Regions from separate parts of the Mus musculus genome. Here regions 1, 2, 3 and 5 are each linked to region 4. A link is a contact called in public HiChIP or PLAC-seq and promoter capture Hi-C data. All regions are on one chromosome and are shown on one strand. Each heading gives the region's core, a stretch centred on a gene start, on an enhancer-like site or on the middle of the called end of the contact. The rest is flanking DNA. Distances are from core to core; before and after follow the strand shown.

Region 1 (5,689 bases), core at 1,207-3,706, 1.4 Mb before region 4:
GCTACCATCAGTGTCGATGCCAGATTCCATCTTGGATGTACTCTCTAAGCTCCTTGCAAGCAGAAACTCACTCAAACTTCCAGGAACAGCCAACAGCAAGGAACACATGGCCCCAATGACTCCTGAGTCTGTGTTTGCTGAATAGATGAGTTTTGAAAGACAGATTTCTCAAGGCAAGAACTTTGTAAACTTTGGGGGATGAGTGAGACCAACGGATGAATGAAGAGATCGTGAGCATGACCTGAAGGCTGTGTCTGCTCTTGGCAGCCCTTCTATTATGTACAGGAGGATTTGTCCTCCATTAAACCAAAGGTACTATTGCCAAAAGATTATTTTTTAAAAAAGATTCAAGTATTCCAACAAGGATAGAAGTTCCCATTTTATCAACAATGAAACCATCTACATACCAATACAATGGCTTTTAAATAGTAGCATGGGTTTCACTATGTCCAGTGTCTTACATACACTGCTTCTGTTTCTTACAACAACCTTGGGACCCTGTCTTCTCATCTCTGTTCTGCATGTGGAGTGAGCCAACGTTGGAAAGGAAATGGCTTAAGGTAAATAGCTTATTAATGATCCCAGAACTGTGGGTGCTAGTAAAGATTCTGATTGAGTTATCTACAAAGCCAAGGGCAAAAACTTCCTTAGGTCCTGCTTCCACTCTCCTCCCTCCTCCCTCCTTCCTCCTTCCTCCTGTCGGGAAGACCCTGGATACTAGAGCTTGAGCCCTCTTGTTCACACTGCTCATTGTTTCTGTGAAGGAAACTGTAACAACAAGATGATTCCAACTTGCAGTGAGTATGCTGCCAGTTCACCTGTCCATCCATCCGACCATCCATCTATCCACTCATCCATTCATCTGTCCATTCACCCACTCATCCATCCACCCATCTATTCACCATCCATGCACTCATCCATCCATCCATCCATCCATCCATCCATCCATCCATCCATCCATCCATCCATCCCATCCATCCACTCATCCATCCACTCATCCATTCACTCACCCATCCATTCAGCCATCCACTCATCCACCCACCCACCCACCCACCCACCCACCCACCCATCCACTTGTTGCATATTTGATTGTGTTCTATGGCAGGCACTATTCTCAGCATTAGAGAGAAGGCAGTAATGAAACAATTCAAGAGTCTTGTCTTCATGGAATTTACATTTTAAAACAGGAAGATAGACAATCAACAAGATCAAATAATACAATAAACATTGAGGGGCCAATGAGATGTCTCAGTCAGCAAAATGCTTGTTGCACAAACTTGAGTACCTGAGTGCAGATCCTAGCACCCACGCACAAGGTTAGGTGCAGTAGAGCATGTCTGTTATCCCAGTGCTGGGGAGATAGAGGCAGGAGGACCCCTGGGGCTTACAGGCCACTCAGTCTAGCAGAATTGGTGAGCTCACACTCTGAGAAATGTTCTGTTCCAACAAATGAGGTAGAAAATGGTTAAGGAAGGCAGCTAAGGAAATGCAGTGTGAGAGGCCTAAAAGGTGTTAATGGAGATTGTTTTGCTTTAGGACGCTGTGGCCAAGGAAGATCTCAATGTGAATGGGCCTAGGCCATGCGAAAGGTGCAGGAGGCAGGGTCCCAGAGTTCTTGGATTGGCCACCAGGGCGCATCACTGGGCCGATGGAATCTGAGGAGTGAGAAGAGTCAGGTGCACAGAGGGTGTGGCTCACCCGTCATCAGGAGATCTTGGCTTTCACTCTGGTGAGATGCAAAATCAATGGAGGGTTAATGCACTCCACTGAATGACGGAGAGGCTTCCATGTCCCTCACATATTTTTTTTAAATGTATTAGCAACTTTAATAAATTATGAGGAAGTGCATTATGTCAAACTTGCAATCGCTAAATACTGCTGATCTCATACAGAACTCCATTTAGCACTGCCCTTGTGATGGGAGAGTGGGGTCAGAGCTGAGAGAGTCTGGAGGGTTTAGATACCAGGAGCTCAGAGGCAGTGGGCTTCCTGTTTCCAGCCCTCAGGCCCCTCTGTGTCCCCTCCTGGAGAGGAGCAGCCTTCCCAGAAGCCTCATCTCAGCCTTAAGATACAAGCATCTGGGAAATGACCAGGTCACTGCCACAGCTACTCCTGGGAGCTACATGGTAGGGACTAAACCAATCCATTTGCGTGGCAGTCTCAATTTCTCTATGACAGAGCAGAGGAGAGGCCTGGGCACATCACCACCACCATCCCAGTGTGAAACTCACTCACTCACAGGGGAGAATAGCCCCCCCCCGTGCCCAACACTCAATCTCATCCTTCTGCCAAGCATTCCGTTCTTTCTCCTCTTTCACTCTAGGTTCCATGCCTTGAACTATCTATGCTGCTGAAGATGACCTTGAACTTCTGATCCTCCCGCCTCTACCCCATTCCCCACACAAGTATAAACAAGTGTGCAGACCACACCCTGTGTAGCTCTGGGTATGAACCCTGGGGCTTTGTATGTGCAAGGCAAACATTCTCCGGAACTGAGCAACACCCCCAACCCTCCTCAAGTTCCTTTGTCTTTTCAGTTTTGGCTGGGCTCCATTATCAGACTGCCAGTTTCATTTTTTTTTCCTGCTCTGTCCCCCAGGCAGAGGAGAATGAGCCCCAAGGGGACAAAAATGGGTAGGAAAAGAAGGCAGGGCCACGGAGCACTGCCGTCTAGCACTCAGACTGATCATTCAGCTTCTGGTTTTACATTTTAAGCTAACGCATGGGGTGAGCCTCTAGCCTGGCAAGCACAAGGTTGACCAGGAACCACCACACTTGAAAAGTGGGTCGGACCAGGATGTCTACTTTCAGGTCCAAAGTCCTGAGGCTCGGGCATTTACCTCCTTTTTTTAAAATTAGGTATTTATTTCATTTACATTTCCAATGCTATCCCAAAAGTCCCCCACCCACTCCCACTTCTTGGCCCTGGCGTTCCCCTGTACTGAGGCATATAAAGTTTGCACAACCAATGGGCCTCTCTTTCCATTGATGGCCGACTAGGCCATCTTCTGCTACATATGCAGCTAGAGTCAAGAGCTCCGGGGTACTGGTTAGTTCATAATGTTGTTCCACCTATAGGGTTGCAGTTCCCTTTAGCTCCTTGGTTACTTTCTCTAGCTCCTCCATTGGGGGCTCTGTGATCCATCCAATAGCTGACTGTGAGCATCCACTTCTGTGTTTGCTAGGCCCCGGCCTAGTCTCACAAGAGACAGCTATATCTGGGTCCTTTCAGCAAAATCTTGCTAGTGTATGCAATGGTGTCAGCGTTTGGAGGCTGATTACGGGATGGATCCCTGGATATGGCAGTCTCTAGATGGTCCATCCTTTCATCTCAGCTCCAAACTTTGTCTCTGTAACTCCTTCCATGGGTGTTTTGTTCCCAATTCTAAGAAGGGGCAAAGTGTCCACACTTTGGTCTTCGTTATTCTTGAGTTTCATGTGTTTAGCAAATTGTATCTTATATCTTGGGTATTCTAAGTTTCTGGGCTAATATCCACTTATCAGTGAGTACATATTGTGTATCTTTTTGCCATGTGTACATGTAATTACGTAATTTCTCCTGGGAAGTTTCTAGAACTTGCTTCTTCCTGAGTTTCTGGTTAGTCCTCCCACTGAGCACTGCTGCTCCATTGGATAGTGGTTTTCCACCAGGTCTACACCGTCACGCAGGCCACCAAAGATCAGTTATAAACAAAAGTTATTGGGAAAGACCCACGTGACAATTTCCAGAGCTGTAAATTCTTCTGTGAGATACACAGAATACAGACACCAGTGAAATCATTTGAATAGGTATGGTTCCTATAGACTCATGTGTTTGAATGCTTAGCTGTGGGAAGCGAGACTATGAGGAGGCATGGTCTTATTGGAACAGGCGTGGTCTTGTTTGAGGTCTTCTATGCTCAAGCTACGCCCCTGCCCTGTGTGGTACACAATCTCCTGCTGCCTGCAGATCAACATGCAGAACTTTTGGCTCCCCCAGCACCAAGCTTGACTGCATGCTGCTGTGCCTCCTGCCATGATAATTAATGGACTGAACCTCCGACACTGTAAGCCAGCCCTAATGGAACGTTTTCCTTTATGAGACTTGCCGTGGTCAGTGGTGTCTCTTCACAGCAGTGAAACCCTAAGACAATCATTGATTGTGCACAGAGATTTCTAGAAGGCGTGTTCCCCTCTGGAGATGGTGAAAGCAGAGGGGAAAAAAACTCAATGTGTAAAAGATAAATTTAAAAATTTCAAAGACCAATAAACAAAAAAAATGTCAAAACTGGAATGTTAGTTGTGATCTCCCTACTGACAATTGAATTCTAAACTCATGGATTGTGGTCAGAACAAACCCCACGCCATTCAGACAATGTGAAGAGGAGCCATTGCAAGGGTTTCCCACGGTGGACTCATTTCTCAGTGGTGTTTCGTATTTGCTCTGAACCATGGTTCGTTGCAGTGCGAGCAACTCAGAAAGCATTAAAAATGCAGCGCAAACAAATCTGTCAGTCACCAGCCAAAGGTAGCACAGTGGACGGAAATAGCAGAGCCCTTGACCCAAGGAGCCCATGGAATTAGCAGAAGACTCAGAAGTGCTGAAGGTAGATGAGACACATCTTTGTTTTGATCGTGAGAGAATACTGGATTTTATTAACGTCTTTTTATTCAACAATGGAAGCCATCTGCCCCCCATTCTATTATTGTGTATGGCAGCGATCTGTTTCCACATGCTTGGAAGGACTCTGCCCACGTCTGGGGCACTTTTAGACAAGCACACCAGAACTTTCCCTTTATGTGCCATCTCTTCTAAAGCTATTGCCTAGGCTAAGTCTTTTCTAGAATGTTCCTCTTTTGCACTTTTTAGAAAGTGCAAAAAGTTACATTGCTTCAGCCTAACACTATGTGGGAATAATTGGTCATAACCGTTTGCCTTCAAGTGGGTAGAAGGCATAGAAGGGCCCTTTCCTCGCTTCAGAGAAGCATGTTGGTGAGCTGCACAGAAAGAGGCAAATGGGTAGCTTAGTCACGAGGAGAACTACTGGTACTTCGAAGTTCCTTTGAAGATCCTGATTCAGGGTTGGGGCTCAGAAACAAGTTAAGGACAAGGACCACTGGACCCTCCCCATGCTTGCTTCAACAACTCCTGTGAACTCAAGAACAAACACTGGGCCCCCAGCGTGTCAACCAACCATCCTCATGGTTTTGTGTTGTAGAAAGACATCTCAAAACTCAAAGCTATTTCAAGAAATTCAGTAACAGCACTTTACAGGTAATATAATTTCAGTTTCCTGGTTTTGCCTTCCCAATATGTTTCTCTTTGTTTTCAATTAAAAACATAATTCTGTAAAGCATTCCTTAAATGGAAAGCTTAAATATGTGCGCAGGTTCATTTTCTTACATTTAACTATAAACATTACAAAAAATGGGGAAGTAAGGTAAGCGGAGAGAAGCTGAGCGTGAACAGGACAGTTCTGTCACAATTACCATGTGTGCATGTGTGTGTGCGCATGTGCGTGCGTGTGTGTGCGTGTGTGTGTGTGTGCATGTGTGTGTGTGTGCATGTGTGTGTGTGTGCATGTGCATGTGTGTGTGTGTGTGTGTGCATGTGTGTGTGTGTGCATGTGTGTGTGTGTGCATGTGTGTGTGTGTGCGTGCATGCATGTGTGCATCTGTGTGCATGTGCGCGCGCATGTGTATGTGTGTA
Region 2 (5,913 bases), core at 433-2,932, 1.5 Mb before region 4:
TATACTATTGCTACAGGGACTGGGGCTCTATTCTTCAAACCTACTCTTGTCATACCTGCCCAGTATGTTCTTCCCCTAACGGTGCAATCTTACTCCCCTTTAAAGTTGTTAGCAAATTCTCCTGCTTTGGAAAATATCCCTGCTCTGTATTGTTCATGCCTGCATCTGCTGAAGATGAACACCTTGCCTCTCACCCTTCCACCCAGCTCATCCTTCATGCTGTGGACTCTGGTTTTTACCCAGCTCTGGGACCCTTTATATTTTCATAGCATGTCTGCAACTCAGACCATAGCACATGCTTCAGGAATGCTCAGTGCACCAAATAGAGTCCATACGTCTCCACTGAGGGTGAACAGACCTTTTACAAGTGTGTGAGAAACTTTATGAAACGTTTATGGTTTCTCTTTACTCGGAAATGTCTGGCCTAGAGCCTCCCACAGGCACTTCTAACATAGTGAAGTATTTTAAGGAAGGACTCTGCACTGCCTTTTCTCTGACCTGATCAACGTCTCACCGGGATGCCGGTGCTCTGTACAAGTAAGCATCTCAGCCGTTTGCTTCCTTCCTCCATTGCACAAGTACTTCATCCCAAGCTTCTGTGGGCCAGAACTAGTTGGGTAATTCTTAGTGGTGTGCATGCCGTTTTGTAGTGTAAACACAGCCTCAGTTTTTCCATCTGCAAAATGCAAATAACTTCTCGCCACTGACAGCACTGTGCCATCTTGAAGAACAATGACAGTGTGTGCAAGAATACTTAAGAGTCATTCAGAATAAACTTGTCACAGAGATGCCCAAAGCTATTTATCACACGGCTGTTTCTGAGACCATGGGTGATTTTGCCACCTTCCTATCATAGCAAGGGAAATGTATAAACTTCTTAGTTAAAATAACCTCTATAATTTTTTTTGTTTTTTTGTTTTTTTTAAAAAGAAAGAAGCAAGAGAGGAGAATTCCACCCACCATGGTTGTAGAGAATAATCCCATATCCTGTGCCTTACATTGAAATCTTAAAGCCTAGAGGCAGATTGCCTAAGATTCAAATTCATATTGTGTCAGTGGGAGGATTTCAGTACATATAAAAGTTTTGCTATGCATGGCCTTCCACTGCAGGGAACCGTCCAAGAAGACACACACAAAAAATGCTTTTGATCTGTATGTATGAAAACTGCTTATGTAAAACAGTAACAGAAAGATTTAAAAAAAATGTTCATTGAAAATAGTGGGTTAACCATCTGCTAAAAATCACCACACAGTGTCATCACCTGATCTGCAGAGGTTTTAAAGCAACCAGGGTAAATAATTACTATTGCTGTCACCTTTTACATAAAGTTGGAAACATTGTTTATAAGAAAGATTCCCTGAAGCAAACAAACAAGAAAGCCTACCACAATCATGGAGATTTTTCTGTCAATGTAATTGGGTGAGAGCTTATGCTGAAATTATTTCAATAAAATATTTTCTATCACTTCAGAGAAGTGTAGTGAATTTGTTGGAAGTTCAAATACCACTCCAGTACACAAAATTCACATGGTTATCCACTGTGATCTTTATAGCATATAGCAAATATGCTATAAGCACTTGTAATTCACAGAACTAACCGGGCTACAGTCCACCTTTAAGCTTCCAAAGGCTACAGAAAGTCGCCAACACAGTTGAACTGTTCCAGGGGAATCCACCAGAGGGCGGACAGACACAGCCCAGCTAACAGGGACTGTTTACCATTACCCATCCACAGCACTGAGCTATTGCTTAAGCTATGCTATTCACCCTCGCTTTGCAAACACTTAAGGGCGTCTCTACAGAATCTTAGAGTGGGGACGCTTTTGATGAATTAGTCAACCAGTCCATACTGGATTGGGGTATTCACATGATGTAAAGGGCCTCACTGGAATTCCCAGGAGACGGTATCGTCTGTATTACCCACTCTTCAGAAACAGACCTTGTCTTTCATAGTTTCTCATTCAGCACTTTTTTCTGTCCCTTAAAGTATATAATGGCCACAAAGTCTACACTGAGACACTTGTAGTAACCACACAGGATCCTCAGGGTGAGCTGACCTTCTGGTGATTATGTTATTTCAGGTGTGTTACAATCATAAATACGCTAAGCTAAGACAGCACGGAATGCCATTAATTAAGGTTGCAGTGGGGTAAGATATGAAAGTATTTTAATATAGATTGAGAACTCATGAACTTTCTGACAGTGCATTTCTATTAATATATATATATATATTATTTATTGGTTACTAATTCATTTAAAATACTAATTCATATAGTTTACCATTCATTTATAGTTTTTATACAAAGGCTGTTACTAGAATAAACTCCAACCCTAATGCTCATAGGTATGGACTCTAAGATTAACATATCTAATCACATTGATTAATGATAGTGTCTCCTTGTTGTGATGGGACAAGGAATATGGGCTTGGAAAAACTCAGTGGATGTTCTTTCCAATAAGGTTCAAAGTCACCTGTTTCTAACAGAGACTAAAAGGTAAAGTTGGTCAAGTGAAGATGACCATGTCTGTGCGAGTGAGTGAGTGTGTGTGTGTGTGTGTGTGTGTGTGTGTGTGTGTGTGTGCGTGCGCGCGCGTGTGTGTGCATGTGGCCGTGTCTGCAGTCTCTGAACTGGGTAAAATATTGCGGGGGGTGGGAGGTGGGGAATCGAGTTAGAATGGGTGTTACATTGTTTTTCTTTACCTGAATGGATTTTTCATGCCACTTCAAAAACAAAACCCCATTTTAATCTGGTTTGGGGGAAAGTCTGTAGACTTTTGGGGCCAGTGGAGGTGGTGTAATGTTATGTAAATGGAACCGGGCACTGGAACCTGGTGTTTGTGTCAGCTCTGCCACCTTGGAAAGTCACTTCTCATTATCCTGGGGGCCTCAGTTTTCTCATTTGTAAAACAGTCCACTGGATGAGGAATTCATGAAGACCCTTCTGCCCATGAGACCACGTGGTAAACTGACGGTCTCCAGCGATTGGTAGGCTAAGGGACAGTAGCCCCTCCTCTCATCACTCATTGGCTTAGAACGGAGGACAAGCACTCCAGATAGCTGTGAACTTGGTGAGAGTGGAGAAGGATGAAGAGAGAGAGAATGGATATAAAATACGAGCAGAAGATTGCTTTCATTTGAGTAGCCTTAGACTTTTTAGTGCTCTGAACAGAAGCAGGGAAAAAACGGTTAGTATTTACTGGAATTTATATTTTTAGGTCATTGAGTGTTAAGGACAAATTTCAATTATCTCATATAAAAAAAATCTTGCTTGCATAAACTATTTTTGGGGGCCTGCGTAAATAGAAGAGACCCAAAGCTTTAACCGCTCCCTGTCTCTCAAGCTAAATCCCACCAAACCCTTTACTTTAGAATGCTAACTACCTTTAGTTATCAAAGCAAGGTCAACAGGTCTAGGTAGCCAGGGCTGTGGTGGGCCAGGCTGTATTCGCACCTTCTAAACGCAAACTAGATGCCTTGACCAAACAGCTTAAAGAGATGAGAAGAAAGCACGTGACTGGAAGGACACAGGACACAGACACGGAGAGCACGTACCTGTGGGGATGAACGCCGTGTGCTGCTGCAGCTGCGCACTGGTCAGAGCCTGCTGGTAGTGCAAGACGCTGGGGTTGAAGACCGTGCTGGCCCCGTTGCTTTTTTCAAGTGCTTGTCTCTTTGGTAAGGGATGAAGAGCACCCGGAGGGAAGGCCTGAAAGCGAAGAATTCGATAAGATGTGTCCAACTTAAAGCAAGCTTGCATTCCACCTCCACAGAGATCATCAACTGCAACATTCTCTTTCTCTTTTCTTTTCTTTTCTTTCTTTAAAAAAAAATGACAGCTAAAGAGATGCCTCTGCCATGCACCTTAATTTAAACAGCGGCAATGTCGAATGAGTGAGAATTTGTTATTGAGAGCGGAAGCATGAATTCTGTAACCCAAAAACAGTAGCATCTCAACTAAGGGAAAGAAAAACTACCAAGCAACAACAATGGAAAAAATGGCTTCAGCTTTTTTTTTTTTTTTTTTAATAAATACAGGTTAAACTACACTAAGGGGAGAAAGGAGCATTTGGCATTTGCGTTATTATTAATATCTATTCTTTAACTGAATGGCAGTTTCTTGAATTTAAAGGTTAATAAGAATTACAATGAGCATTTTTTCTGAGCCACATAATTTAAATTTGCTTCACTCTTTGGAAAAGGTATTAAAATTTTGTTAGATTCAATATTTATTTCCCAGATTACATATGCAAATGAGATGACTAAACACCTTATTGAATTCCTCCATTTTAAAATTAATAATAATGATTGGCTGCAACCAGTATTTTACATACAAATCTCGGCTGGTTCTCTGAAAAGCTACATGCAAAGCGAAAGGTGAAAGGTCAAAGTACCAGGTCTACAGTTGCTTCGAGAGGTCGCTTCAGTGCTTTGGCAGTCGACTGAGTCTTTTAATAACAGGCAGCGAGCACATGATGGCAGTGGGCCAATGGGATTCAAGCGAATTAACATACAGGTAAACAGCAAGCAGAGGTGCATCATGGGAACGGCATTGCATTGTGGATAGGTGAGAAGGAAAAAAATATTCTGAATGCAATATACAACGTACAAAACACTAGGCATGCACAACAACAAAAATGTTCTCTAAAGAAATGAATATTACACCTTAAATTAGTATCGAAGCAAAAAATGCATCTACTATACCTTAGTTAAAAGCATATAAGAGAGTAAAATATAGATGTTTGAAATTCAGGAAAGTTAATTAAAACAGCAGCTTGCATACACACCATAAGCACTTTTTTATATTGCTTCGGGAGTGGGGGGGGGGTGGGGGAGATGCAAAACTTTTAAGGACCATAGGGCTGAAGAACATCTGATAAGTTAGTTCTGATATAAAATAATGAAGAAATCAAGTACATTCCAATTTGAAAAAAAAATCTTCATTTAGCTCTGTTTTGATTCAGATTAACCTAACAAAATGAAGTGGCAAACTGAGACAAAAAAAAAATTCAGGCAAAAAATATTCAAACACAAGGTTATTTACTCAAAACGGTTTGGGTTTGGGTCGTTATTTTTTGGCTGAATCACATGGGAAATTGCCTCAGTTCCTGTCTTCATTCTGCTAGGGTGTAGGGTGGGTCTCAGCATGTGGGTGAACATTCCAGACCTTGGACAATTTGAATTTAAACAGGAACTTCCCCAGTGTTTCACTTTTACTGTGCTTCATTTCAAAATACTAACTTATCATCCGTTCTGTTTCTACTACATTTGAAATTATAATGTATTTCAAACAACTTACCAGAGTATATACTAAGAAAGTAGCCTCTACAAAAGGCATGTCACGTCGTTGGGTATTACAGGCATTTCTCTTTAGTAATGCTATCGGTACTTTTAGCTACGATCAGGGGTTAACCGGTTGATGGCAAGTGGGACTTTCTCTAGAACAAGCAGCTAAACTAGCAGGGAACTGCCTTCAGATAGGCAGAGCGCTGCCTTCAACTTACACCAGTACTTCTGGGAAGATGGCTTCATTTAAACAACCAAGAGTATTGGCTATGGATTGATTTAGACCTCAATGGAAAAAAAAAAATCTCTTCTTTCTGGTTGTTCATAGGTGAAACAATTCTAGGATAGGATTCTGTGAAAGTAAGGAGGTCCAGGAAGCAGCTTCAATGCGCATGGGAACAATGGCCATCCCCCTTTATGATGAGAACAATAGGTAAATCCCCAAGGTTTGTCCAATAGAATTCAGTCTGAAGGTCGTGGGAGAACGGAGGTCTTTGAAAGGAAGGGAGATGGAGCTTCACCCTCAAGACAGGAACAATCAGTGATGTTTTCCTTGGCAAAGGTAGAGTTGCCCATCATTCCATGACTCAGGATAAAAAAACAAAACAAAGCAAAACAAAACAAAACAA
Region 3 (6,230 bases), core at 3,466-5,965, 2.0 Mb before region 4:
AACCATTCTTCAAATGTCCCTGGTACCAACAGCTCTGGGTCTCATCCTTGAGGCTAGTAAACTCAAGAGTTCTATTTATATAAGGCCACTCAAGTTTTAAACTCCTTAAACATTTTAGTCAGAGGACAAACAGATTTTTGTGAGGGAAGGTGAACCTAAGGCCCACAGTCCCACAGTTAACAAAAAACTCAGGATCTAATAGAGCTGAAAACTGGGCCCAAAGGTGTACAGAGCTGAGATGCTGTGCTAAATTTATTTATTAAAATGACATAATTTATGTAAAAGATAAGCTGATTATGAAATAGACAGGTATTTTGAAATTTTTCATTTAATCTTTTACCAACGCAACTAAAGAACCAAGCAAAGCTGTCACTTTTCTTAAAAGTTCTATAAAAGCTGGGAGGTGGTGGTGCACGCCTTTAATCCCTGCACTCCGGAGGCAGAGGCAGGCGGATTTCTGAGTTCGAGGCCAGCTGGTCTACAGAGTTCCAGCACAGCCAAGGCTACACAGAGAAACTGTCTCGGGGGGAAAAAAAAAGTCTTCCATGGCAATCCTTCTTGAAAAACCCAGCATAGTTTCTGGGGATTGACATCCTTGGGGGCGTGGGGGGCGCATTGGTGTCACCAAGCCAGTTCTTTCAAAGTGAGAATAAATAAAGTATGCCAAATAGTCACGTGGTTCCAGGATGAACGGGAAAATTCAGTATGAATGGCATTGGACTCCTAAGAGGGCCTCTCATTTGTATATTCAACGGTGGGAAACATTGTGTTACATTCACTTCAGGAGAACAGGCAAGGATAAAGGCACACTGGAACACAGCTCTAAGTCCAGTCTATCTTTTTCATAGCCTAGGTAGACTAAGTTCTACAGTGCAGAGATTGCATTTTTCATTTCTGTCCAGTGTCCACTACTACCTTGGAGCAAATAAAATTCTAACCCTATGTGATTCCACTATACATAATTAAATAAAATTGTAACCCTATGTGATTTCACTATACATAATCAAAACCTACAAGCTTTGCCTCCCTCTCCTGCCCACAAAGGAGAAATGTTTCTCTTGTCTCTCGCTCACTCCATCAGTTTTAGGACAGTTCCTTTCCTGAGAAAATGCCAAAGAGGGAGCAAGGAACGTCTATTTTATAAATATCTTGGTTCCCTAATCAAGTATATTTTCCAATGTTATCCTTCTTCAGTACAATTATTATTGGTGAAGAATATTAAGAATTAAAATTCACCGGGCTGGAGAGATGGTCAGTGGTTAAGAGCACTGACTGCTCTAGAGGTCCTGAGTTTAATTCCCAGCAACCACATGGTGGCTCACAGCCATCTCTAATGGGATCCGATGCTCTCTTCTGGTGTGTATGAAGACAACTACTCACATACATAAAATAAAAAATAATAATAATAAAAAAGAAAATTCAGGCTGGAGAGATGGCTCAGTGGCTAAGAGCACTTACTACTACTCTTCCTAAAGTCCTGAGTTCAAATCCCAGCAACCACATGGTGGCTCACAACCATCTGTAATGAGATCTGATGCCCTCTTCTGAAACATTTAAAGACGGCTACAGTGTATTACATATAATTAATAAACATCAGATAAAATTGTCCAGTTATGGATACTATATGCCTTTAAAATGCTTGTCAATTATTTATTTAGCTCCTTATTGGGGTTAATTATTGTATCCAATACATGAACATTCAAAATCATTTTCTTTCCTTTCCTTCCCTCCCTGTTTTGAAGTAGGGTTTCTTTACTCAGCCCTGGCTGGCAGGCCTGGAACTTACTAGATTAGGCTGGCTCTGAACTCAAGAGACCCTTCTGACTTGGCTTCCCCAGCGCTGGAATTAAAGATATGCCCAACTCAAAATCATTTCCTTAAATACGAGAAACATTTTCTGTAAAGTTAGAAAGGCCTTGTAGATTTGAAGAAGAAAAAAAGTATTAAATGGTCTGAATAAATGAGCCGGGCGTGGTGGCCCACACTTTTAATCCCAGTACTTGGGAGGCAGAGGCAGGCGGATTTCTGAGTTCGAGGCTAGCCTGGTCTACAGTGTGAATTCCAGGAAAGCCAGGGCTACACAGAGAAACCCTGTCTCAAACCTCTCCCCCACCCCCAAATAAAAGGAGAAACATTTTAGAAAATTTAAGTCTTTAGACCACTTCAACAAAATGTAACAATGTATGTTGTAACAATGTGAGTTACACTGTTCACCTCCTTGTAAGAGCAACAGTGACCTTAGCCAGGACCCTGTAGACTAAGTATTTTTATTTTGGCTGAATAAATTTACAAATATATTCTCGGAGCCCATGCCAATTGTTCAGCTTCAATAAAGTATTTTCATAGTTGTTTCATCTGACTTAGTATGTCCTCTTGTTTGGGTTACTTATAAATCTCCCCAAACAAATTGAGGAGCTTTTGTGCCTTTTTTTTTTTTTTTTGGCGTTTTTCTAGGAAGTTTTATTTACAACTTACTATTATACCATATGGTATCAAGGACCACCCTGACCCCGAATTTGCTCTTTTGCCAAGTTAAGAAAATTCAGTGTCGCAGTACTCACTTTCTATATACATTCTCAGGACATATTAAGGAAAAACGTAGTACCTAAATATCTCCACTAGGAATAGAGACAAAGAGTACTTATTTCCGATTGTTCTTTATGAGAAAATGCGCTGAATGCTACTAACGATCCCTAAAGGGATGTAAGAGATAAAAAGATTTACAACAGGCACCAAATTGGAATTCAAGCTGAACCGGACACTGGTATTTAGTTCAATAGAAGAGCGATTCCCCACCAGGCTTGACAATAGACTTAAGCAACTGGAGGGGAGGGGGAGAATTAAACTAGCTTACTAATTACAAAGCAGTTCTGCTCTGCAACACATGGAAATTTCTATTATAGGGTGGGATTAAGAACTTGCTTTGGTTTAAAAAAATTACCTCGAGTTTGCACAAAGTATCAAAATGTTTAGGCATCATCATATCCTAAGTGGAAACTGTTGCAAGTTTACTTTTACGCATACTTTTACATACATATACTACCTTCGTCCAGACAAGTATACACGTTATTTCTATGTGCAGTACTCTTGGACCGCACTAAAAGTATCGGATTACTCACTCACAGGGAGATGCACCTATCTATATAATGTATGGTCTTCTGGGTGACAATGTGAAAGAAACTGAGGGAAAATTCAATTTGCAGAACTATGTATACTATAAATCCACCCAGGTAACATAATGTATACACGAATGCTTTTAAAGATACGTTTTCAAGGAAGGCTCATGAAATAAACGTGGAGAGTGGATTAAGAATTGTACCCTTTGAATTTCCCCCTATACACTGCATATTACTTGAATAAGGCGGGCATGGGAACTGGTGCGCTCAGGAAACTTGGCTGGGGGACTGCCACAGGTTTGAAGGGCCTGTGTAAACTAGAGAGCCAAACATCGCTATCTCCCCTCCCCCCAAAATTAAAAGCACCATTAAGAAGGACATAGTTTAAAGCACCATTTCACACAGAAGTTAAGTCTCCAACTTCTTTACTTACTAAAATCTAAGTGTGGCCAGATTATCCATTCTACTCAAAGCGAAATTAGCAACTGTTTTAAAAGACAGCTCCCAACTTTAGGTCGGTAAGTACAAGACATGTCAACGTCACTAGCTATATATAAAAGACATCTTTGCTTTGTAAGTAAAGCTATTCACACATCCTCAGAGTCTCCTAAAAAACTTCAGACCCATGGGTCGTAAGGAGCTCCACGTATCAACTTTCCTAGAAATTACCTCACAAAAATCTGAGCTTCAACACTAACAATGTATCTTCCGTCTTCTAGTGAGCTAATAATATTATTGCTAGCTTGCAAATGGGCTTATAACTGTATCTGAAATGGAACCCTTGATCTAAGACTGATTGAGAACGATCTGTGTTATATGAAAAAGAGATGGCACTGGCCCAGTTAGACAGCCACAGCCCCCAGTATATCCCGTTTATAAGCCCAAATCTCTAGAGATCAAACAAGATTCGAAGGAAGAAGAGCAGAGCGAGGTGGTCAAGCAGGGATCCCTCAAAGGCAACTTCACACGATCTTGAAGGGACCGGCGTGTGCAGTTCCTTTTAGAAACCAGAAAGGGGCTCGGGGGAAAGACGCCGTAAGGCAGCGACAGGCAGGACACGCGTTCTCCCTGAGCTGGGATGGGGAAGGGAGCGGCTGGGGTGGTGGGGGAAGCGGGACGGGTCAGGAGCTGCCGGGGTCTGGCCGCCCGCGAGGGCTGGCGGGCCACGCGGGGAGGGAGAGCAGGGCTGGGGTGCAGGGCCCGCGGGCGGGGCGCGTCAGGCGCGGTGGCACGTGTGCGCGGGTCGGCGGCGAGGCAACCGGCGCCGCCGCCGCTGCACGGGCCGGAAGGGCCGGGGCCGGGCGGGAGGCGCGCACGTGGGCTGCGGGGCCGCTGTCCGCCAGCCGGGCCGACCCGCGCCGCTCGGCCGGCCGGCCGACGAGCGCCCAGGGCCAGCCGGCCGGCCGCGGAGGAGAAGGATCGGCGCGCCGGGGCCGCCGATTCGCTTACCTCCGCCTGTTTCCGGACCACATTGTCGGGGCTGAGCAGGTTTCCCAGGAGCAGGTAGAACTGTTGCTGCTCCGCCGCGGCCGCCGCCATTGCGCTAGGCGTGAGAGAGAGAAGGAGGGAGCTGTGAGGCGCGCTGGCGGGCCGGCGGGAGGGTTGGGGGCGGGCCCAGCGCGGCGACCGGCACCAGCGGCGGCGCGGGGATGAGGGGCCGGGCGAGAAGGGCGGGGCCGAGGGGGCCGAGGGAGGACGGGGCGGGGCCTCGCGCCCTCTCACCCGGCCGCGGCCGCCGACGCCGGCGTCCCATTGGCTCGCGGCGCGGGGGGCGTGCCCGAGGCCGCCCCCCCTCGAGGGCCACGCCGATTGGTCACGCACCCTGCGGTGTCGTCACTCCAGCGCGCGCCGGGAGGCGGGGCTGGCGGGCGTGTGTGGCGGCCAGAGGGCCGCTGTTAGGACGAGGTTGGGGTTCCCGGGGCGCGGGTTGGGAGGAGCCGATCCGGCTGGGCCGCCGCGAGGGGCGTGAGGCCGGGCCCGGAGGAGGGGCCAGCTCCTGAGCGCGGGAGATTTCGGCGCCGCGGGCTGGCTGGACTCCCTTTCCCTGCCGCCCGCCGCGTAGCCGCGCCTTAGGGCTTTGGGGCCCCGGGACCCCCCTCCCTAACCCCATCCCAATCCCCCCAGCAGCGAGCACACACGCATACACACACCCGCCTCTGCAGACCCCTCCATCTGTCTGGCCCTGTGGTGTCGTGTCGTCCCCCTCAGCCTGTGACTCAGGCGGTCCCTACCCTCCTCTGTCCTGTGACTCACGTCCAGGGACTGTCCCGGAAGAGGGGTTGCTCATCACGGACTCTTCCCCCCTGCACCTCTCCGTCCCGGATCAAATCACGCACGCTCCCCACCCGGGAACTGCCACCCATCCTGGTGTTTGGAGCTTCCTTGCTCTCTAAGGATGGGAGAAGTCATGAGCCACTCCCTAACGTGGTCGATCCATTGATAGTTGATGCGTGCCAGCATGGAGGGGACCAGAGGCTGCCTCCCTCTCACCTCCTAAACTCTAGTGCTTAAACACCAGCGTTGGCCCATCTTTCTATCTGGGACTGCCTAAACAGGAGAGAGCAGAGCTCAAACTGAAACACTTTGAGAATCATGTCCTATTCAGAATCATGTCTAATGTCCACAGACTCAAATGCTCATATCAAAAGAAAAAAATAATGTATGAAATGGTCCTACACTGAAAAAAAAAAAAAAACAATGTGGCCCAAGAATGAAAGAGCATCCCCAGTTGGAAACTAGTTCTACAAAATAGATGCGCTGGCCTCCAGAAAAGCAGAACGTAATCAGGGTTGCAGCTACACCTATAGAGGGGAGACCTTTCTCCACAATTCAGATTCTGTTGTAAAAATCTTGACTGGCTCTCAGCTCCCAAGTTTATCCCAGCTCCTGTTTGCCCAGACTCAGTTAAAAGCCTACTGTGTGTCCAAAGCATTGCCCAAGTTGAGGATGACAGCAGGTGAAAAGGGGGATGTATGTCTTGTGTCAAAAGGACTCGACTACTTCCTAAGGAATAGGTTTCCACAGCCTGAGGCCTGTAACTACAGCTCAGCAGCTCATGGGATTTATGTTGAAGTTTTTTATTTCTTGTTGGCAATTGTGCATTTTGAAAGTATT
Region 4 (6,008 bases), core at 3,001-5,500:
CCCCTGTTAGCGTCTGGTGCGAGAAAGTGCTCAGGACTTCAAAACAGACCTGCGCTTCCAGCGTGCGACTACTGGTGATTTGCAGGAGGCAAGTGAGGCCTAGCTGGTTGGCCCTTCTGAAAGGACCAAACTGTGCTATCCACACCAAACATGCAGCAATTATGCCAAAAGATATCCAGCTAGCCCGCCACACACGCGGAGAACATGCTTAAGAGTCACTATGAGGGGAAACATTTCATTCTCAAGAAATTGTTTTTCTTCTTGTTGTTGTTGTCAGTAGTTCCCCACCCCAACCCCAATGGGGTCAAAGGTACCTAAGTATATGATTGCGAGTGGAAACATAGGGGACAGCATCGGGTATTGGCGTTTTTCCATGTTTATTTGTGTGTGAATTTTTAATATAAATGCAAGATGGAAAGCATTAATGCAAGCAAACTGTTCCAGTGAACACATTTCAACTTCATAGCAATTATAAATAAACATGTTAACATTTTCTGGACAATGCCAGCATTTGGATTTTTTAAAAAATTAATTAAATTCCTTGTTGGTGGCAATAAACAGTGTCTGTAGCATTGTTAGCACCCAGTAGATTCCACCACTCACTATCCTTTTCTGAGATGTCCTCATGCAAATAAGGGCTTTTAATGTTGTCTGTCTTCTGTGCTGTTCCTGTAAGTTTGCTATTAAAATACATACTATTAAAAAAATAAAAATAAAAAAATAAAAAAATTTTAAAAACTGGTTCCCAGTCTACCAAGGTGGCACACACCTTTAATCCCAGCAGAGGCAGAGTTAGAGGCCAGCCTGGTCTACACAGTGAGTTCCAGGGCAGACAAGGCTGCACAGTGTGACCCTGGGGGTGGGGTGGTGGTTAGTTATAACTGGGTTCATTGACCTTAGTTTTGAGGACACATGCAGGTCAGGTGGTGCCACACTGCACTTATGGCTGGAGAGAGAAGACATAAGGGAAAGTTCTATGAGAACAGGAAATGTGATATAGGTCAAGAGAAAAAGAAAACTAAGACAACAAAATGTTTTTTGTCTGTATTCATACTCAACTCACCAAGCCACTAGCAATAAAATGAAATAATCTTATTTGTAATGTGAGAGTGCTAAGATGTCTTCCTCTGCTTGGATCTCACGTGTGTCTCTCTAGTGTGAGAGAGAAGGCACCCCGGCACCTCGGCTCCCTGGAGCTGCTTGTGCGATGCTGGCAGCCTCTTAACAGGGCCACCTCCAGTCCCTACAATTTTCTTTCTACTCAAAAATTCTATTTCTCCTGCTCTAGCTTTCTTTCAAAACCTCTCAGAAAGGAAATTTGAAGAGTCAGCCAATGATATATGCTTCCCTCCTGTGGATTACAACAGAAAAGCCCAGTTTAAATCAGGAAAAAAGCAGGCCACTGAGGTGTGCCACTCCATCTCTACAGTACGAAACTGTGTTTCACGTTTCCTGTTCTCACAGAACTCTCCCTTATGTCTTCTCTCTGCAGCCTTAAGTGCAGTGTGGCAGCACCTGACCTGCATGCCTCCTCAAGACAGAGGCTAATGGACCCAGATATAACTAAGCCATTTAAGAAAACAGAAGCTAACAATTTGCTACTCTGTATCTTAATAACCTCATCACCAATTCTAACAAACAGCATAACCTCTAATTCAATTCCTACAGATACTTTATTACACCAGTGATTCTCAAAATGTGGTCATCTGGGATCCTCTCAGAAATGAAAATTTCACTTTCCATCAAGACCTACTAAATCAGACGTTCTGTAAGTGTGCCCAACTCTTACAAGTATTCTATGTGAGATTCTGGTATACAATCAAGCTGGAGAACCACTGTTTTGGGAGGAAAAGCAGGTTTTGGTATTTGAGGATTTTTGGTTTTTGTTCTGTTTTGTTTAGGGGAGGGTTGTTTGGTCTTGGGTTTTCTTTTGGTTTTGGGTTTGTTTTTAGACAAAGTAAACAGTAGCTCAGAGTGGCCTAACACTCTTTAATTGATGATAATCCTCCTGCCTTAGCTTCTTGATTGCTGAAATCACAGGTATGAGCCAGCACACCTGGGAAGACCACTACACTGAGCCTGCCAGGAAACCACCCCCCCTGTCACTTTCTATTGCTAACTTAAAAGGCTGATTTTGCTCGGCCGTCCGACTTTAAAATGCTTGAAGTGAATGCTATGTACAATTTCCTGTTCCCACCTTCATACAGAGGTAAATTTTATTTTTAAAGATTTTCTTTACTCTGTGTACACACACACAAGGGCTCATGTGTGTGCATGTGTTCTCTCATTCTCTCATACCCCACCTCTCTCCCTCTCTCCCCACCCCCCACCCACACACACACCCCTCTTTGGGTGCTTGTGGAACCAGAAGACTGAGTTGTGAGTAATTACAACTAACTCACTGCATCCTGATCTGGTACTAGGAATGCAACTCCAGTCTTCTGCAAGGCCAACAAACACACTAACCATTTCTCCAGTCCCAAGATAAATTTTCATTAAGCTCTTGGAACACCAGCTCCCAGATGTGTAACACAGAGACTATCACATATCTCTGTGGAATAAGAGCTGGCTTACAGAAATGCTCTTTCCTTCTCCATCACCTGCCATTCTGCACAGGTAATACTCCTGGAAAAGCAACACTGGCTTTCTCCTCAGAGAGGCCACTGGTGCTTTCCTGACGGGAAAACTCGGAGTTTTCTTATAGAAATACCACAGTAGAGAGATGAAATGCTAAAAGTCCTAATCCTGCAAAGAACAGAAACTCGAATAAGGTGCTTGATCTACAAGCTCCTGGATGAGGTAAGGCAAACAAAAATAAGCACTCCCATGTCTGGAGAGTAAGTTAAATCGACACTAAGTAGAGCATAGACAACTTTCCCTTAAGTTACTAAAATAAGTCACTAATGATAACTGGGCACAATCAATGCAGATGGAAAGAATTAGAAAATGAAAGAAAGTTAGAACATATGACCCATACTAAAGTGGTCCAGGCCTTCAAATTCCAATCCCCTCACTTTTGAGGCTGGCTCCAACATCAAATTATTGGTCTCAATATTGCCACAGTACACATTCTGATTTGGGGTTCAAAGAACGTATGGTGATCAGGAAGCCAAAACCAACAAAAACCATACCTTTAATGGTTAAAAACCTAAGCATATGTCTTTAAAAAAAAGAAAGAAAGAAACCCGCATAGACTTCTATGATGGTTTCATCATAAACTGTTCCCAATTTCAGTTCCTCAGTCCCTCCAAATGGAATATTCAACTGTTTACTCTTTCCATGACAACTATCCCCAGACTTACAGGAATGAGTACAGAGCAGTGCCCAGGACAGATGTCACTACAGCACCGTAACCAAGTTGGGAAGTTCAGTGGGCATTTGGGGCTTCAATGTCTAACTCCTCCCCGCTCTGACACCCAAGATAGGACAGGCCTCTATTTTTTGCTATTCTGTTGGGAGTAGCCAACATTCCAGTCTGGAGCCCAGGGTGAAACGTAAGCGCTCCCTATTTTTTTTTTTAAGAGACTTTTTTTTTTTTTTTTTTTTGCGATGACTAGAAAAAGTAACGTCAGTGGGGGGACAAAGTTGAATGTCGCCTTGCTGGGAACTGTGAAGCCACAGCCAGCCCAGCAAGTTAGGCGCCGGGAGCTCCGAGCCCAGAGGTGGGCTTCTCCAGGCACCAGCCTAAGTTGCGCGCCCGACGCGGGGTCGTGAGGGAATGGGACTGGCTTCGGAAAGGGCCCTGGCCCGCCACTCCGGAACCGGGACCCGTCCCGTGCATGCCGCCGTTTCGCCTCCTCCCGGCACCCCCGATCCAGGGTCCCCCGGACGCCGGACTCCCGGCTGCGCTGGCCCAGGCCGCCGAAACCGGCCTCGCGCGCGCGGCCCGCCAGTCCCGCCTCTCAGCCCACGGAACCGGAACCGGGCTCGGACCCAGCCTCGCGCCCCGGAGCGCCGCTCCCAGCCGGGACCGGGACCCGAAGCCCGCCCCGGGAGCAGGGCGGGACTCACCTTCGTACTGCAGGTCCACCAGGACCAGCAGGAACGGGAACACCGCGCCCAGCCGGCTGCCCACCGAGCCGGGGGCCACCATGTCCAAGGGCGCCTGAGCCGAAGAGCAGGAAGGTGCGCGGCCCAGCAGCCCGCGCGGCCAACAGCCCGCAGCGAAGCGCCCCGTCCACTCGCTCGCTCGCTCGGTCAGCGCTCGGGCCTCAGCGGCGGCTGGCGCCCGGCGGCGGAAAACAGCGGTAGGCGGGGCCCGCGGAGCCACGCCCCGGGCGCCGCCGCCGCCCAATCGCCTTCCTTCTGGCCACAGAGCGGCCCAGCTCGCCCGGGTCGTGGTTGGCGCTGATTGGTTGTGGGGGCTGGCGCCCCGCCCCGCCTCTGATAGGATAACGTGGAAGCACAAGACGAGGCTGCGTCCGCTGGTCGTGGAGCTGTCAGCGGGCTCCAAACCGCCGCCGAGCGCCGAGGAGGAAGAGGCTGGGGAGGCCGGGCTGCGGCCGCCGAGTCCGCATGCGCGGGCCCTAGAGCCCTTCTGGGCCGGCCTCGCGGGCTGGCTTGGCAGGGGCGGCGGGTTCCTGGAGCGAGCCCAGATTCCTTCGGGTAGTGTTGGGGGATAAGGCGCCGCCGCCTGGGCTGGTAAGGCCAGAGAGTCTCAGGAAGTCTCCAGGGACGTCCGAGAGAGATGACTGGACTTCTTGAATGAAATGGGGGAAGAAACCCAAATAGCCACTCCGTGGGTGAAAAGGGGAAAAAAAAAGTTTATTCCAAACTGCGAAGGCTGTCTCTCGGGAAAGCAGAGAGAAGCGCTGCGCGGGCTGGGGTGATGGTGGGGATTTATCTTCTGGGTTATATGGGACCTTGACGGGCTAATAGACCCCACTGTCATAAGTTAATGGAAGAGCCAAATGTCCCTTTTCCCAGAGATAGGAGAATAACTCCACTTAGCAAGTAGGAACTATCTTCACCACCACCACCACCCCGAGGGAATGCTGGCTTTTGTCTAGATGCCCTACCTGGGGGAAAGGAATTTCTTGGGGGACCTGACACTATTGAGGTCTGCTAGTGGATCAGAGATGCAAGAGCCATTCTACCAAGTCTCACAGTTGGTCTGGGTGGCTCTCTTAAAATCCGCAGTCCTCTCAGTCTCGCCAAAGAAACTTCCAGAATCACTTTTTTTTTTAGGTTGGCTTAATGGTTTCTGGGGCTATTTCCTGCCCTAGACTAAGTATCTATTGATGCATCCTTAAAATGCTTCCAGTGCCTTTAGCTCACCCTACATAACAAAGTCCCTACCCATTACTTGCTCAGTCTTCAGTATTAGCCCTCTGCTTTCCCAAGCAATGACCTTAGTTTGGAATAAACTTTTCTCTTATACACCCACCAAGTGTCTATTTGGGTTTCTTTACTGTGCCTATTTCATTCAAAGACATAAGAACTTGGACAAGATTGTCGTTAAATTAATCAGGTAGGTTACGCCCATAGCTGCTCTGTTTGAACAGACACTATATGGCAGCAACGTTTTACACATCGCTAAATAACGTGGGTTTGTTATTCAAAGCTTTTGATACCTTAGTGTTACTTCATGCTTACAAGGACTTACACATTATGATGACTTTTGAATGAAAAAAAGGACGTGGCTGCTCTTAGGTATGGTGTAGGTAAAAGGGAGATAGAGACATCTGGGAGAGTGGACATGGCCCTGAGCTGTGTGAGAAAAGGGGGAAGGGAACCAGGTGCAGCAGCCAAGAGGGCAAAGGTTACCAAAAAGAAAAAGAAAGATGGCTGGCCAAAACGGCTGGGTTATATAGGGAAGCGCCTCTGGAGGAAGGGAAGCCCAGCCCCAAAGCTGGAGAATTCTGAGTAAAGGGCTGGACTTGCCTGCCATAGCTGCAACACATAGGGACTGAGGGATGTTGGGAGAACTTTGCTATGTTAAATAGGACCTCAGCCATTTGTCTCAAATTTGAAACCTAACATATTTGTGATTTCCTGAAGATACACTA
Region 5 (6,342 bases), core at 1,190-3,689, 1.4 Mb before region 4:
ACCAGCACTGGTGGGTCCCACTGTGACCCTATAAGTGATTCAGATTTATGATCCACCCACCCCCGTGCTATTTTTGGAACAGCACTAAGTGTATTAGGACAATCTCCTGGCTCTGTGCTAAAAACAGACTGTTAGCAGCTCATAAAGCCAAGGTCTGTGTCCTTCAGCAGGAAGGAAAATGACATTTGGGCCTGTCTTCAAGTGTCTGCACAGTGGGTCTTTCTCTGCACAGGGTCAAAAATTCAGCAAGAGAAATTAATAAAAAGGAGGGAGGGAGGGAGGGAGGGAGGAAAGAGAGAGAGAAAGAGAGAGAGAGAGAGACAGAGAGAGAGAGAGAGAACGTGTGCAGTAGCTAACATCTCACACTGTTGAGCTCCCTGGAGTACTTTTTACTCGGTGCAGAAAATACCCACTGCCAGAGTCCTGTTAATAGTTGAGACAGATGACATCTACTTAAACCTAAGACTTCCATTAGATTGGTTCTAATATCAGTTCACAATGGGTGAATAGTCAGGCTTCAGAAACCTTGTTTTTCAGGTCCATCTACTAGGACAATAATATCCATCTCTTGGGTCCCTGACAGCATTATACTTTTTTAAAAAAATGTTTTTGAAAGTAAGCGTTGATGTCCTAGACCATAGCAGACACTTTAAGGGTAGTCCCATATGTTTTGGTCTTACATGTTATCTATTGTTTAGCTTCAAGATGAAAGAAGGTGATGGTACTCTGTGGTCTTGGTCTGATCTCCAAATTTATTTCAGTGGAGGGAAATAAGTGCTTCCTCACTTTACCTCAAAAACTAAGATAATAATTACACTTGAATCTAATGTGACACACTAAAACACAATGTCACAGGACCCATCTTAGAGTCACAGTCCTGTCCTACCTTAAAACAAACAAACAAACAAACAAACAAGAAAACAAAGAACAAGACACAGTCAAAAGAGAATTATAAAATATTTTTGTTCCTAAGAGGAAGTAAAAATAGAAATGTATTCTATGTAGCTAAACTCAGCTCAAATGTTCTTCTCCAAGGAAGACGTAAATTAAGATACTTAAATAGCTACCACTCCTGTAGAAAAAAATATCGCTATCTGTTGGGTCTTGAAAGCATCCAGAGACAGTGTTAACAATAACAGATAAGTCATTACCACTCCACAGGTAATGAAGATGATTCCTGAAAACGGCTTAGATGACCCATTGCCAAGGTTAGTAAACGAACGAATGCCACCTGGTCCTCCCGGCAGGCATCACTAAGTGATCCCAGCTTCTTTACCCCTTCAAACTTAGGCTTGGCATCAAAGAACATCTCACAACAAATTTCCAGGCAGACAGCCATCAGAAAGTGATCAGAATTCCCATGTGAGTTGAAACTGCCCCCAGACTCGGTCAAAGTTTACCTCTGAACACTTATGAAATTAAAACATATAAGGAGCTTGCCTGGTGAATAAATGAAGTCAAGGAGGCATAATTCTCATGTGAATATTTACCCTACTCACATGACTAAACTTCCCAGCCATCTCATTAGCATTCATTAGGTATAAATATCTTAACACCACTTATAAATCATTCTTATCTCTTCATTAGTAAGAGCTTCTTAAGGGTCATCCTTAGATATGATACCCTTGGCCAGCTCAAAGTGCTGTATGTCACCATAATTAATAAAACTGTATATCTTTATGAATGGTGTATAACTCAGGTTCTCCAGTAATTGGATTGAAATAAAGTCTTATCATGTGTTACTTTATATACATAACCCTCCTCCAGCCTATACGGCACCGGTCACCCGAAACGCCCCTATTTTTATGAGCAGTGTGAAGATGTACCCAGAACTGATTTCTTCAAAACAAGCACCATGAAACAAATGTCTGATTCTTTGGCCAGCGTGCACTAGCCTCAAAAACAAACAGGCCATTATATGAGGGGCAGAAAATTGAGATTACAAAGCCACTGAAAACAAGGCACATTATCAGCTGGTCTCCACTGCAGAACAAAAGTCACAAAAGCACCCCAAATACATGAAAAAGCCAAGTTTCTAAGTTTCCTGCAGCCTTCAACGGCTTAGGGTAGTCACCCCAAATAGAATACACCTTTCTGTCAGATGCAGTTTCCCTCAGGTCCTCTCATTTTGATCCACTACCAAGCTCTGATCTATTTCTGTCCCCTGCCCTTCATTTCATTGTTTTCAGACTTACCGTAGCCTGCATTTACTCAGAACAGCTACAAAAGTCACGGTGTTTAAAATGCAAGAAAACATGAACTGCAAATACTTTATGAGCCGGCTTTTAAACTTTTTGACGTCCGGCACTATGTGAATAAACTAAATATAAAAAAAAAATCACGTTGGAATTTTCCAGGCAGTCGTATGACCTCACCCTGTAAATTAGACTAAACGAGGAGGAGTTTTGAAACCACCATTATTCAATGCCATGTGAGATGTTTTTGTTGTTTTCCCCCCTTCTCAGACATTTCTAGCTTGAGGGGAGAGTAAAATCCTGTTCGCAGCATGGCCACGAGGAAGGAAGGAAGGATGGGGCTGCTCTGCAAGTTTTTGCCCTGCTATGGAAGACTCAGTGCGTGCGGAACAAGCAAGGATCCAGGCCCAAGTTCCCTGCGTTCTTTCCCCCCAGTCTTGCTGAACAGTAATGAGAGCAGAGATATGTCCCAGAGGTAAACATGGCCACTCCCAGCCCTGTCCACAGCGCATAAAGCAGTCTTGTTTCTCCTTACCTTATTTGCTGGCAAATTTAACTCTTAATTCGTGTGGCTCTCCCTTGAAAGAGGGAAGCAAGCAAGCGGGGAGAAAGCAAAGCTTATGGCTTAATGCTCAATTGCCCGTTAGTTTTAGTTTATTGATGAGACTTGATACGTCCCAGAAGCAAGCAATTAGAAGGAATTTGTTAATTAGAAGGACTCTCATATCATGATATCCTTCTCCCCGTTTCTTTGCTTGCTGCTCTTCAGCAGAGCCGTCAAACCTCCCTTCTCAAAAAGAGCAACCTGCCCTATGATCTGCTGCCCAGAAGAACAACCACAGCCACCTACCCTGGTCCCTGTCCCCTCTAACCTCGCCCTCATCTCCTTGAGGTTGACTGTTCTGCTACGTGTTTACAGCTGGAAGATTCGCCGATGGACCTTGAGACCAGGCAAGGGCATCTCTGTGGCCCAGCACCCTGAACTGCGTCTGGCACAGGCTGTCTGCCCACCTCACGATTGTTAGCTGAGAACCATCAAATGGAATTTTATAAGAAAATAAGGACCAAGACTGTTCTATCCTCCAGGGCAAACGGAAATTCACCGGATTTCAACTGCACTGGAATTTGGCGCATTCAAGCAATAGTGACTGAATCAGTTTTTCACCCCTACACGCAGTGTCCGTGGATTTCATGGGCCACAGCTGCAGACAGTCCCCTGGGGAACTCAGGGGAGGGGACCTGACTGGGTCAGTAACACAGAGCTTCTGCCAAACCTGGGGGTGGGGGTGGAGTCAACAGGCAAAATGGCGGGTTCTCCACGGAAGGCACTCGACCTCCCTCTCCTCCTCTGCTTTCATTTTCCCTCTCTCAGAAGCTTTCAGAGGATGATGTCAGTGGAAAATGACTCCACCATGCAAGCCAGTTATAGTAGCATCCCCACAGATCCGAGCTTAACTGTACTCAAACTGTCAATCAGGCAACATAAAGCAGGAAAAAAAAATAAGTCCTTCTCAATCTAAGCTCTTTTAAAGCTCTGTGGTGTCTTCAAGCCCTACCCTTAGGGCTCCAGAGACCGAGGTAATTCACGTATTACGTTCACTGGAACATACAATCCTACACCTCTGTTACACCCTGGTATCCTCCAGGACTGAAAACGGCCAGTCTCTGTGGTTGCGGACCAGCGCCAGGCCTCACACTGTGCCCTACAAAATCACATGCTCTTGGTGAACACAGCGTTTCTACAGAGGTCAGGAGTGCTAGTGCCCTTACTGCCCAGCCAAGATCCTGAAAGTGAAGCCTCCCTGAGCCAATCACAGGGCCTCATCTCTGGTGTTTCGATCCTCAATAGAGAGCTCTGGCTCCTGAACAGAGGGCATGGAAATGGCTGAGGGACGCTAAGCAATGAGCAAAGTCTATAAAGAGAGCAGACTACTGCATCCACGTACCCACTCCTCACTACATGCACAGCCTAGGGAACGGCAAAGGAAAACCCTTAGTAACTGTGCCTGGTATTCCCAAGAGCCAGTCTGTAATTGATGGTTCTGGGAAGTCTGGGAATGTAGGTGGATTGGCTCAAAATCCCACCCATTTCCTTGCAGCTAAGCCCAGGTTTGGGGAGACACCATCTCTGGTCTGTGAGTACAGGTCCAGCCTTTCCTTGGCAGCTTTGGAAGGCATCAGAAGAGTGCAGAACCAGGCAGGCAATCTCCTTTTGGAGGAACTCCATGTGTGTACACAGTAGGAGCTCATTTCCTCCTATTGGCTTTTGTTCGAGCAGTTTCCTTTGATAGAGGATGTATTCAACTCTCTGGCACGGCTGTCTATTCCAGGTATACTACTTAACTCAAGCAAGGCCTACTCCAGCTGCAGTCAGACCCAACTTGCCTACCTTAGCTTGGCCTTCCTGTCTTCTATTTTACATGAATACTTCTCTATTCACCTATCCGGGATTAACACAGAGTCAGTCAGGCTTCTCCGTCTTTGGCACACACACACACACACACACACACACACACACACATGTGCGTGTATGTATGTGTGCACGTGTGCATGTGTATGTATGCTCTTATGCATTTGTGGGTTGATCCGTAGGTGTTATTTCTGACTTCTTGATTGGCTGTCGATCATTTTCTTATGCTTCCTTTCCATGCTAACAGGACATGAAACAAACAGATTTTAATCCATATTCTCTAAAGGGAGGGACTGGGCTTTGTGAAGATGATTCAGAATGTATTTGAAAACTGTTAGTTATATTTTGATTGGGACATATTTTGAAAACCTTTCTCAAGTAAAAGCTGGAAAGATTTTAGGTACCAGGGTATTATACACTTCTGTTTTCACTCCCTCTGTTTTTGAGTTTCTTTTCCACTATTCTGCTCCTGTTTCGCCCTGTGCGTTGATCGAATGGATTCTAACCACACTTCGTTCTTTGTGCATGGTCCAAATTGTATGACCCAGAGCTCCGGCCAACACCTAACTTTCAAAAGTCTCTCTGCTATTGATGGGGGGTGGAAGTGACTTCTTCTAACACAGGCAACTAGGTCACCACATTCAGGAAGGAAGTGGGGTCTGGTTCCAGGAAGCACCTGGAAACAAGCACCCTTGCTTATTCTCTCTCTGGACAACAAAGCCATTGACCTTCCTCCAGGGCTCGAGTGCCAGAATGACTGACTGACAGATGCCACCAGAGACTTTCTTAGCTCCAGAGAAAGTCCTGCACTCATTCATTCATCTCCAAAGTTTAAATTCAGGAGTTGGGTCCTAACATGGTCTACTTACCATCTGCTTAAACAACCTAAAAACAGGCTGAGTGGAGACAGAATTAGTTTTATCTGTGCCAAAACAGCTCAAGGAATGGCCGACTATGGAGACTGTTCAAGTGCTCCATTTTCACACATGCACATTGTGAAACCCTTCAGATATAGACCCTCCTGTTTCCAAAAGCAACCACATTTCAACTATGTTAGAAATACAATGACTCCTTTAGTCCGAGATAGCATGTTTCAGGGGCTCACCATTTCCACCAAATGTAAACATACCCCAAAGCCTAGCATAAAATTCTTTTTGCATCATGTAAGGCCTTCTGCGTTCTGCTGAGAGAACAACGGGGTCTTTGTGAGGGAAAACAAGAGTTGAACTTGCAAAAATGCTTGAGTTGAAATCACTGATCATCCTAGACTGCTTGGAGGGCTGTTAGGAGTATACCCACCCCCAAAAATATATCTTAACTATTATGTACATGATCTTTAAAATTGGGTTTTAAATGCCTTTTATGTAGGTGATCACATTTAATCCTACTCATCAGAGAAGTAGATAACCCATCCTATTTGAAAGATGGGGAAACTGAAGTTCAAATAGATTAGCAAAGTTGCCTAAAGTTGTGCTTCCATCCTGCAACAAGGCCAGTGTTTGAATGTGGAGCTTGAACAGCCTCTAGGAACGAGAGCTAGGAGGTCAGTGAAGAATGTGTCTAAACCTCTGGATTCTTCCAATAAATGTAGACTCCTGGGCTCCACCCCAGATATCTCAATTTAGTGTTTTGGGGCACAGGCCAAAAAAATCTCCTTTTGTTTTTTTTTTTTGTTTGTTTGTTTGGTTGGTTGGTTGGTTGGTTGGTTTGGTTTAAGTTTTTCTTTGTTTGTTTGTT

The links. Promoter capture Hi-C pulls out the DNA fragments that hold promoters and counts their contacts. HiChIP or PLAC-seq counts read pairs in DNA pulled down with a chosen protein or histone mark. Capture Hi-C pulls out chosen DNA fragments and counts their contacts.
Region 1: an H3K27ac HiChIP or PLAC-seq map of embryonic stem cells shows a contact between it and region 4, with 4 times the contacts expected there. The contact joins the enhancer-like site here to the promoter of Dnajc3 in region 4. A contact is called at or near these places in 2 of 39 promoter capture datasets (cranial neural crest and hippocampal neurons), 4 of 115 datasets of contacts at active chromatin or transcription factors (the SCID.adh cell line, astrocytes and embryonic stem cells) and 1 of 9 other capture datasets (macrophages).
Region 2: a contact with region 4 is called in a promoter capture Hi-C map of stem cell-derived epiblast-like cells, with 4 times the contacts expected there. The contact joins the enhancer-like site here to the promoter of Dnajc3 in region 4. A contact is called at or near these places in 5 of 39 promoter capture datasets (cranial neural crest, embryonic stem cells, hippocampal neurons and 2 more), 4 of 115 datasets of contacts at active chromatin or transcription factors (T-cell acute lymphoblastic leukemia, astrocytes, embryonic forebrain and 1 more) and 1 of 9 other capture datasets (macrophages).
Region 3: a promoter capture Hi-C map of liver shows a contact between it and region 4, with 2.5 times the contacts expected there. The contact joins the promoter of Ipo5 here to the promoter of Dnajc3 in region 4. A contact is called at or near these places in 4 of 39 promoter capture datasets (the C10 cell line, cranial neural crest, erythroid cells and 1 more), 2 of 484 Hi-C or Micro-C datasets (B cells and the G1E-ER4 cell line), 6 of 115 datasets of contacts at active chromatin or transcription factors (astrocytes, embryonic stem cells, fetal liver and 3 more) and 1 of 9 other capture datasets (liver).
Region 5: an H3K4me3 HiChIP or PLAC-seq map of stem cell-derived neural progenitor cells shows a contact between it and region 4, with 5 times the contacts expected there. The contact joins the enhancer-like site here to the promoter of Dnajc3 in region 4. A contact is called at or near these places in 7 of 39 promoter capture datasets (the C10 cell line, cranial neural crest, embryonic stem cells and 3 more), 1 of 484 Hi-C or Micro-C datasets (cerebral cortex), 6 of 115 datasets of contacts at active chromatin or transcription factors (astrocytes, cardiomyocytes, differentiating embryonic stem cells and 3 more) and 1 of 9 other capture datasets (embryonic stem cells).

What each region holds. Positions count from the first base shown.
Region 1 is chr14:120,359,573-120,365,261 of GRCm38.p6, reverse strand. All of the region lies in intron 2 of Mbnl2 (muscleblind like splicing factor 2), which reads right to left. It overlaps Gm26679 (a long non-coding RNA gene), which reads left to right. Exons shown (of 3, transcript XR_003951152.1): 2 at 1-560; 3 at 2,324-2,900. Among named protein-coding and RNA genes, the nearest start is that of Gm26679, 26 kb to the left of the region's middle. Within about 2 kb of position 2,456, at least 38 of the 459 cell types and tissues checked have an H3K27ac peak or open chromatin away from gene starts, as enhancers often do. A contact at or near this core is called in astrocytes, embryonic stem cells and macrophages, where this site is marked.
Region 2 is chr14:120,394,245-120,400,157 of GRCm38.p6, reverse strand. Mbnl2 (muscleblind like splicing factor 2) reads right to left here. Exons shown (of 8, transcript NM_207515.2): 6 at 3,554-3,707. Among named protein-coding and RNA genes, the nearest start is that of Gm26679, 8.3 kb to the right of the region's middle. Within about 2 kb of position 1,682, at least 29 of the 459 cell types and tissues checked have an H3K27ac peak or open chromatin away from gene starts, as enhancers often do. A contact at or near this core is called in stem cell-derived epiblast-like cells, where this site is marked.
Region 3 is chr14:120,909,679-120,915,908 of GRCm38.p6, reverse strand. It overlaps Ipo5 (importin 5), which reads right to left and starts at 4,715. Exons shown (of 26, transcript NM_023579.4): 1 at 4,566-4,715. The coding sequence starts at 4,655.
Region 4 is chr14:118,936,174-118,942,181 of GRCm38.p6, reverse strand. Dnajc3 (DnaJ heat shock protein family (Hsp40) member C3) reads right to left here and starts at 4,250. Exons shown (of 12, transcript NM_008929.3): 1 at 4,012-4,250. The coding sequence starts at 4,093.
Region 5 is chr14:120,293,593-120,299,934 of GRCm38.p6, reverse strand. The region is part of intron 1 of Mbnl2 (muscleblind like splicing factor 2); the gene reads right to left. All of the region lies in intron 2 of Gm52122 (a long non-coding RNA gene), which reads left to right. Among named protein-coding and RNA genes, the nearest start is that of Mbnl2, 21 kb to the right of the region's middle. Within about 2 kb of position 2,439, at least 142 of the 459 cell types and tissues checked have an H3K27ac peak or open chromatin away from gene starts, as enhancers often do. A contact at or near this core is called in cardiomyocytes, extraembryonic endoderm stem cells, liver and 2 more, where this site is marked.